Linked DNA regions of Rattus norvegicus: region 2 is linked to region 1. The links are chromatin contacts, called in public Hi-C maps. All regions are on one chromosome and are shown on one strand. The core of a region is the stretch at or near the end of the contact, and the rest is flanking DNA. Distances in the headings are between cores, read along the strand shown. Region 1 holds the start of Ptcd3 (Pentatricopeptide repeat domain 3). Region 2 holds the start of St3gal5 (ST3 beta-galactoside alpha-2,3-sialyltransferase 5).

Region 1 (4,752 bases), core at 1,149-3,648:
TGTATTTCTTGTAGTTTTCTGGGTATAAAGGTTGTCAGAGGGCAGTATGTGAGAATGCAGAATTCACAGCTAACCAAGTCCCTACTCTTAGCTCCAGTGGTCCATTATCCCTATTCTTGTTTAAAGACAGGGCGTTATCATATGAACTCATTAGATAGACTTGTCCTTAAATGCAGAGATCCCATCCGCTGCCTCTTGTGTGCTGAGACTAAAGGAGTCTGGTACCTTGGCTAGCCACTGTTCCTCCTCTTGTGCAAGGGAAACAAATGAATCTAATGATATTTATATAATGATATTATATAGCCACTAAAATCAAAAGTATTACACAAAAAGTATACCTAATAGTTCAATTATAAACTAAATGTATAGTTTACACATAAAAGTGTATCACAAGTAACAGCCAACATAGTATTTGTCTATGTGCTAGGCACTGTTTAAATCCTTATGTTTCATTTACAATAAACATCCAACCACTTGCTAAATAAATAGCAAAATACTCACCATGTTTTCTTTTTTGGAATGACTATTTCTTCAATCCCTTGCAGAGAAAAAATGAACATAATCAGTTTTCTAATAACACAAAGAAATACAATGTCTTTTCATTTAAAAAAATTCTATTTTCCATAGTTTTAAAAATACCTGTTATATCTGTTCCTTCAACCTTTGGGAGGGATTCACTTCCAGGATAAAATCTGCATTAAAAATAAAACAAATCCTAATGTTAGTACTGCTCAGAGCTCATCTCTACCTGCACGCATACATTTTGAGCCCCATTTTCTAATTACTGTGGGTCAAACAGACTAGGCTGTATACCTAACATCAACATGTACTGGGAAGATACTGTCAAAACAGCATGTTCAATGCATATATAACAGGCAGTCAAGATTGATTAATTCACTGCTTTCTGATGTTAGAAATCAAACCAGAGCCTCAACTATACTAGGCAAGCTCTGGATCACTAAGCTACAGTCTTAAACATGATTTAAACAGATTTAAACATGTAATCTCGTTACCGAACAATCCAGGTTAAAAAGGGAAAATTCAATAGCATTGGAACAATCTGAACAGCTCATTTGAAATACAGAGAAATGAACCTGAGTTGAATCAATTCAGTTGAGTTGTTTTTATTAGACACTACCCAGAAAGCAAAAGCCTACCTCACTTAAAGCAATCAGAACAAAGCTAAGATCACTCATGGCTTTATTATAGTCCACTACTTTTAATAATTAACAATATACTAACAACTTAAGTCTTTTAACCACTATGATCTCAGAACCTCAAAAATTATTTTTGTGCAGAATAGTTTCAGAATATCATATTCATGGATAACTTCACACTTAATATCCTAAAATAAATCCACAAAGATTAAGGTATTGTTTTACCTATTTTTAAAAAGCTTTTATTATTTTGTGTGATTGTACCTCCATGGCCACACAGCAACTTTGTGGAGCTGGTTTTCTCCTTCCAGTTTTCTCTACAGTTCTTTCAGACAGTTATTACTACTTAAAATTCACTCTAAAGATTTGTCTACTATCAGCCAACTGAATATAACACTAAGCATAAGTTTTTATTGGATAGATGATTTTAACTCAGTAGTAGTGTGTAATTAGCTCATATGAAGTTTTAACTCAGTAGTAGTGTGTAATTAGCTCATATGAAGTTTTTGGATCAATATACAAAAATAAATTGAGTTTACACTACCTCTAAATGCCTCTCATACTTCCACCAGGCCACTGTATGAAGGATGTAAAAAGAAATTACATTATGTCCTCAGCTGTAATTATCACAAGATGGAAAGGCTGTGGTCAGACGTTTTTAAGGCTTTTCTGCTTTTTACTAAAGCCTAATCTTCTCAGCTTAAGTTTCTCATAATATCCAGTCCACGATGGTAATAGCCTGTCCTTTATTTAGGAAAGATCTATTTGCCCTTTCCTTTTGGCATAGTTAAAATGAATATGGGAGGGAGGTTAAAGAAATTTGTGTAGGGGTTTGTAGAGGTACTCAGGGGAATGTAAACTTCACGAGAACAGGGCCCTAGTTTAAAGGGCAATTTTAATTCTATATCGTACTACAGTCAACCAACAAAAATCTCCTGAAACAATACTTGCAGTTCAAATCTTATTACGCCGCTACCTCGTGTTACCCTTGAGAGCGCGGGGCCTGCAGCATGCAAATACCTTTGCATCTCACCTACTTCACGACTCTCAGGGAAATGCAAGACGGAACTTACTCCAGGTCTTCTTACCTGCAACAGAGCTTCGGTTCATACACACCCGTTTCCCGAGTGGTCCGCAGCAAGACAAGACCGCTGCGAAAGGGCAAACAGCGAGCAGCCGCTGCCGCCGCCATCTTTGAACTCCTCGCAGAGCACGTTGGGAACGCCCTCCGCCTACAGGGTCGAGAGGCGGGGCTGGCGTGGAACATCTCATCTCCAAATGGGTGGTTACAAGGTCATGTTTGGTAAGACTAACAACGGAAGGTTCAGTACATATTATTCACCTCGAACAAATTTACCTGAAATGCTGTCCTAACGTCTCCTGTGTAATTTTGTTTTTAAACTGAATGAGGACTTCGAGACTGTTTTTTTCCACTCCTACCTCACCCCGAAAGCAAAAGTGAACTCGTCCAAGCCATTACGGTGGGCCGCGTTTCCCGCGCGCAAGCGCAGTGGAAAACACATGGTGGCTCTGCGCTAGAAGCTTGAAGTGGAGTACTCCCTGGCTGACTGGAACTTCTCTCGTAGGGACGAACCTCAAAACTGACTCGGAAGATGCTGGCCTCCAAGCACACGCCATGGCGGCGGCTTCAGGGCATTTCCTTCGGGATGTATTCGGCCGAGGAGCTCAAGTAAGGGGTTGGTGGGATGTGTATAGAGCAGGGTTGTGGAATTTGGAGCCGGGAACTACGATTCCCAGAAGGCTTTGAGCGGAGCCATTCCGGGGAGCAGGGGTCTGGCTGACTCGCACCTGCGTGCTTGTAGTGGGAATGAATGCTCTGAAAGTGGGGTTTTCTGCCTTGCTGAATTTTCATACGTTCATCTTCCTCATTAATTAACTAGTTTTATGTCAATTATACTCTCATTACTTCACATGCTTATCAACTTCCTAATTAGTCTCTCCTGGTCCAAGTGATGATGAACTTTTAAATCTTGGATCAAAACCCCGGTTATGGGGTTGGGGATTTAGCTCAGTGGTAGAGCGCTTGCCTAGGAAGCGCAAGGCCCTGGGTTCGGTCCCCAGCTCCGAAAAAAAGAACCAAAAAACAAAACAAAACAAAACAAAAAAAAAAACCCGGTTATGAAGCCCTGGGGGCTCTTCTTTAATCCTCATTTTGATCACGATAGCATACACACTTCTCAGACTTGCATTAAAAACTCAACTTGCGTTGGGCGGTGGTGGTGGTGTACGCCTTTAATCCCAGTGTTCCGGAGGCAGAGGCAGGAGGATCTCTGGTTTGAGACCAATCTAGTCTACAGAGTGAGTTCCAGAACTGCGTGGACAGAGAAAAACCTTGTCTCGAAAAGTCACATCACACTGTGGTAACATCACCACTACCCCCACCTCTAGAACACTTAACCCTGCAAATGCAAGCTCCATATATAATCAGTCAGCCTTCATTTCTCTGTCCCTGCCGCATGGCAACCATTTTTTTCTTTTTTCTTTTTTCTTTTTTTTTTTTTTTCTTTTTTCTTGTTTTTTTTTTTTTTTTTTTCGGAGCTGGGGACCGAACCCAGGGCCTTGTGCTTGCTAGGCAAGCACTCTACCACTGAGCTAAATCCCCAACCCCCATTTTTTACTTTCTATTTCAGTTACTCTGACTGTTCCTATTCAAATAAACAGAATCAGTCAGTGCCTGTCTTGTTGTGACTGGCTTATGCACGTAGCATACTGTTCTCAAAATTATAGATAAGTAGATCAGAACTTATTTCCTATTTAGGGTTAAGTAAATAATAGTACATGGTATATATACATGCCATTTCATCAGCTCATCCACTGGTGGACATTTGGGCTATTTCCAGTTTTTGGCAATTGTGAATACTGCTTCTAGTAAGATGTGTGAACATACCCAGACTCAGAATTCCTGGTTCAAACATTAATGCCATTTTTAGCTTTTTGCAGAAGAGTTAATTCTGTTTTTCATAATTACCGCACCATCGTAAAGATTTCACTTTCTCCACATCCTTCTAGTGTGTGTGTGTGTGTGTGTGTGTGTGTGTGTGTGGTTTTGATTATATAGTAATGGGTTGGGGGTGTATCTCAGTGTAGTTTTGATTTGCATTGATTTGAGGATGACAGGTGGCTTTTCATGTTTTTCTTTTGAGCATTTGTGAATATTCTACATACTATGAATATTTAAAACCTTCACTACCTGTGGTTTTCAGGAACAGCAAGGAGGCCAAGGTGACTGGAGTAAAGTGAAGTCAGAGAGCAGGACCCCAGCACCCATGTCATTTTAAGGGCATGGCATTTAATCTGAAGAAGAAGGAAAGCTATCAGTCCCTAACTCCATAAAAGGGAGCATTAGTTACTCAGTGCCAGATCCAAAACTTTCAGCATGGGTCTCATCAAGGGAAACCTTGGTAGGTCAGCAGTGCTCAGCCTGTGAGTTTCGACCTCCTTGTGGGTCAGCTATCAAACATTTACATTGCAATTCATAAAAGAAGCAAAATTACAGTTATGAAATAGCAATGGAATAATTTTAAGTTGGGGGTCACCACAATATAAGCAACTGTATTATGTGGGTTCCAGCATT
Region 2 (4,752 bases), core at 633-3,132, 180 kb after region 1:
AGGGAGATGTGGGAGAGAACAAAGAAATGTCAGAGCATCTGATCACATACACAGGCCTCAGGCTGGTCTCCCATAGGCGGAGAGTGAGGTGCTCTGCAATTGCTACAGCTGTTGGTCATTCCAGGCCGCTAGCTACTGTCTGACCAGTCTTGGCCGACCCACGGGCTTTAACCTGCCATATACCAAGCTTTCTTCCACTTTTTTTTTCCTTTCTAGAATATTTCCAGTGCCCCCACTTTAAAACCGAGATTTGTCGCTTTGGATAGCCGTGAAAATAAAATCCACCTACTCTATTTTTTCCTGCTTTTTTTTTAACTCTTGGCATTGACAACCTAGATAGCATCCCTCCACCCCAAGGCGTCCCTGCTCTGCTCTCCACCCTGGGGAAAGAACAAAGATGTGTGCAAACCAGCTGCTCTGAGCGAGCTGTTGAAAGAAGGAAAACTGGTAAAGGCTCTTGGCTCAGGGTCTAGGATCCTCCTCTTCAAAATGAGAGGGGGTACTGTTCAGTAAAAGATGAGCAGTGCCTGATGGAGCTGGGAGAAAGGGTTCTAAAAGCTAGATCAAGCTTTCCTCCTGTTTGTAAAAGCTGAAAGCTTTCACTACAAAGCTTCAATCTTTTTAGCTGACACACAGCCCTAAGATCTATCACGGGACCTTGAGCAGCCCCAAAAAGGAGTTTGTTGTTCAGTAACCAAGAAAACCGGAGCTGTATCTTGGAAAGTGTGCCTCCTGATTGTCGGAATGCCCCTTTGTGGTTAAATGTTCTTGAGGTTGAAGGCAAGCTATTCCAATATAACAGAAACGAAGGCGCTAGGGCATTTCTCACACACATATGCAGTAACAAAGGGTCTACATCCTCAGGAGCTTGGCTTCATTATAATATCATTTACTTTGCGGTTTGGATCCCTTTCTTATCGGCTTCTCTAGAGGATCATGGGAAGAAATATCCTAAAAAGGAGATCTAGTCCAGTTTTAGGCATCTTTAATGCACTACGTTTGGGATTTATTAAACATGTTTTTAAAAATTGTATTACATTTCCTTTCCAGAACAAGGTGTGAGAGACCAGAGGGTCAGTAGCTTTCAGACAAATGGGATTTGAGTGCTCCAAGTCCAAGTTCTGTTCCTGCTTCTGTCCCCAAATGACTTTAAAGCTACTCACCCTCAGCCCCACGCAGACCTCAGTTCCCTCTCCTGCAAAAACAAGTTGGTTTGTTTAGGTAACTAGCACAGTAACAAGCATTTAGCCCAATCGTTCTCAACCTTTCTAATGCTGCCACCCTTTCCTTTAATACAGTTCCTCATGTTGTGGTGGTAACCCCTGACCATAAAATTATTTTCATTGCTACTTCATAACTGTAATTTAGCTACTGTTGCGAATCATAATGTAAATATGTGTCCTTGGTCTTAGGCGACCCTTGTGAAAGGCCGTTCCACTCCAGGTTGAGAATCGCTGATCTAGCTTGTCCTGGTGTTTGTCTCCTGGGACTCAGGACCCAGGACCAGTGGGCAGCTGGCGAATAAAGCACGTGATTACCTCAAGTCCCTTAGTTCCACGGCTCCGATACTTAATTGGATGCTCAGTTAAAGCCTATAACCGGTCCAGAGCCACCTTAGGTTCCCCGGAGCGTCTTCCACCATTTAATCTCGCACAAGCCTGGAGTTGAGATCTCCCCTTGTCCCAGGCTGCCTGGCGCCCCCAAGCCGCGTCTTGGCTGACAGCGCCCCGCTCCCTTTCCACTAGCAGTCGGAGGGGGCGGGGGGAACAGCTCGCTCGGAGGCGGGGCTGGGCGCACTCTGATTGGCCTTCCGCATCCTCGTGACCCGCGACCCCGCCCCCGCCTACCCCCACTCCCCTCAGCATCCGCGCTGGGGAACGGACTGTCCGGGGCTGAATGGGCGCGAGCGCGGCGCCGGGGGCGGGCTGGGGCGCGGGGCCCGGGGCTGGCCGCTTGCCAGCGCTCCCTCCCTAGCATGCGCACGGAGGCGGCGGGCGGCGCGGCGCGGAGGCCCCAGAAGCCGCGAAGCCAAGCAGCGGCACCTGCCTGCCGAGGTACGTGGCGCAGCCCCCAGTCAGCAGAGCGGACCTCGGGGAACCCAGGCAGCAGCGATCCGCCTTTGCCCACTCATACCCCAGGCCCAGCAGCTCCTCCCCAGCCCTGAGACGCCGGACGCGCCTGCGAGGGGACGCCGGCGGAGGGTCGCGACCCCGGGCCGCCTATATGGGCGCCCCCGGCGCAGCCTGTCGAGGTGTGAACGCGGTGCTGTGGGTAAGGACGACCCGCCCCGCGTGGCAGGTCCGGCCAAAGTGGCCCTCTTCCGACACATCGCTTGGTTCTGGGACTTTAATTCATTGCTGGAACCTTCTGAGCCGGCAGAGTCGAATTGGCTCAGTGTCTCCCGTGACTACCTTGGGGAACCTTGTGCAGGGTCACTAGTGGCTCCTGAACCCTTCTGGGGCATCCTTGTGGGTAGACGTGCGGTGTGAAAGTGGGTAGATTTCTGCTGGTAGAAATTCACTGGTGACCTTCGCTGCCCCCTCTCTACGGCCAGTCCTGCTGAGGAGACACATTGGGGCGACCGTTTTTTGGTTTTTTGGAAATTTTAAGCTGTGGCCTGCCAAGGGGGTGCGTTCGTGGTGCGCTGTTTTGTTTGTTTTGCAGAGAGGGTGTTAGAGAACAATTGGTAGGACCCCAGTAAATCAAAGCGAACTCTTGTCCCTACCCCACATCAGTTGGATGACCTTGGCAGACACTGATATCCTCCTGTGGGGAGCTTGCTCTCCAAGTCCGTACTGGAAGACTTACCCAGCTGATGGCTGAGGTCTCTCCCAGGCCAATGGGTTTGTGGTTTTTAACCATCATTGAACTCTGCAGAATCACTAGCTGACTTGGAAATGAGATTTAGAAATTCATTTATACCTTTTCGTCTTAATTCAGTCTCAATTCATATTTTGCCTCTGCAAAATTAGGTGTCATTTACTTAAAAGGAGGAAAAGGCGGTTTTATGTGTTGTGCTTTTTCAGGGACCGATGGATTGCAGGTTCCTTCAGCCAGGAACTGGGTTTTAGACTCACAAAGGAAGGAGACTCACACTCATCTTCTGCCCTCTGGTGTCTAGCCAAGCCTTCCCTTGGTTTATGACTGTAAATCCTCTTCTACCTGAAGCCCAATACATGCTGGAGCTGGGAAGAGGGATCTATGTCTGTTGAATGACCAGAGAAGCAGATTTTGGTTTCTTTTGTGTAATTCCATATCCTGACAGCTCAGAATGGTTTCTAACATTGCTGGTTGCAGGGCTGGGATCGTCTGACTTCCGAGTGTTTGGTCAAGAGAGTATTAGTATGAGCTGAGTGCTGAGTCTCCTGACAGCCATATCTGCTATGTGGTCCACGCTGTGGCTGTAAGGTGGACATTCTTAGTTAGGGTTGATGGCGTTTTCCTTGAGACTTGAGAAGAAATTGAGATGATCGGGGTTTTGCTAGCTGTTTTTTTGTTGGTTGGTTGGTTTGGTTTTTGACTCAGGGATAGCGTGTAGCTCAGACTGGCTTTAAATTCACTGTGCATCCAAAACTGGCCTTGAACACTGATCAAAGTGCTGGGATTACAGGCCGGTACCAACATGCCTGGCTTAAGCAGTAAGAGGAGGTGTGATGTGGCTTCTGGAAAATGGCGTGCTGGGGGGCTGGTAGGAAATTCTAAAAGCACACATTTATGTCGATTCTGAAAATTCACTCAGCTTAACATACATTGGTGATTGCCCCATGTCTTCAAAATGGTGAATGGTTAGGGAAATATTCAAGAAACACCTGTCCTTGGAGTGCCTCCTCCACTTCTGGCTCCCTTACTGGGCTAGTCGAAGTAGTGCAGAATTAGCAGCCGTCCCGAGATACTAATGGTGTGCTGGGCAGTTTTTTATGTCAACTTGATACAAGTTGGAGTATTTGGGAAAAGAAAACATCAATCGAAAAAATGTCCTTGCCAGATTGTCCTGGAGGCAAGCCTGTGACATTTTCTTAATTAGTGACTAATCAGGGCGGGCCCAGCTTATTGGTGGGCTAGTGGTTCTGAGTTGTATGAGAAAGCAAGCTGTGGGGGGACCAAGTCAGTATGCAGTGCTCCTCCATGGTCTCTGCATCAACTCCTGCCTCCAGGTTCCTGCTGTGTTTCACTTCCTGTTCTGACTTCCCTCAGTGATGGACTGCAATGTGCAATTTAGGCTGACATTAAACCCTTTCTCCCAGTTGTTTTTGGTCATGGTGTTACATCAATAGAAACCCTAACCAAGACGTGGGAAGCAGAGAGAGTCACCCTCCACATCTACCTCGCTCTGGAGGAGGACTTTACTCTGCGCTGCTTGTGGAGCCAAGAGGGTGGTCATCACCCCCAAGAGCATGTTCTTCATGCTAGTCCAGCTGGGAAGGCTTGGCATAGAAGCAACTGGGAATTTATATGATAACAGCTGAGGATGGAGAAGCAAGGACTGGATCAGTGTGGGTGGCATGTGTTAGCAGAGGCATCCACCAGAGGGGGTGTGATTCACACGCCCAGTGTGGGAGGAAGCCATAAATATGGACGGTGGCACTAGAGCTCTCCTGGGAGAGAAACTCAGAAGCATCCCATAGAGGGAATCAGTGGGGTGTGTGAAGAAGGATCAGGGATAAAACGAACTGACTGAGAGGTGCTCACCATCGATCCATATTAGCTTGCTTACCTGGACAGATGAGGTTTGCTCCTGTTCAAATGTTGTGT

What was found. A called contact is a pair of places that touch in the nucleus more often than the background predicts.
Region 2: a Hi-C map of liver shows a contact between it and region 1, with 2.2 times the contacts expected there. The contact joins the promoter of St3gal5 here to the promoter of Ptcd3 in region 1. A contact is called at or near these places in 2 of 12 Hi-C or Micro-C datasets (liver and mammary epithelial cells) and 1 of 1 datasets of contacts at active chromatin or transcription factors (oligodendrocytes).

What each region holds. Positions count from the first base shown.
Region 1 is chr4:105,505,584-105,510,335 of GRCr8, forward strand. It overlaps Ptcd3 (Pentatricopeptide repeat domain 3), which reads right to left and starts at 2,399. Exons shown (of 24, transcript NM_001134718.3): 1 at 2,246-2,399; 2 at 640-692; 3 at 502-538. The coding sequence starts at 2,349. It overlaps Polr1a (RNA polymerase I subunit A), which reads left to right and starts at 2,722. Exons shown (of 34, transcript NM_031772.2): 1 at 2,722-2,847. The coding sequence starts at 2,771.
Region 2 is chr4:105,690,958-105,695,709 of GRCr8, forward strand. It overlaps St3gal5 (ST3 beta-galactoside alpha-2,3-sialyltransferase 5), which reads left to right and starts at 1,883. Exons shown (of 8, transcript NM_001398713.1): 1 at 1,883-2,054. LOC102556495 (a long non-coding RNA gene) reads right to left here and starts at 1,768. Exons shown (of 2, transcript XR_353381.5): 1 at 1,539-1,768; 2 at 1-1,195.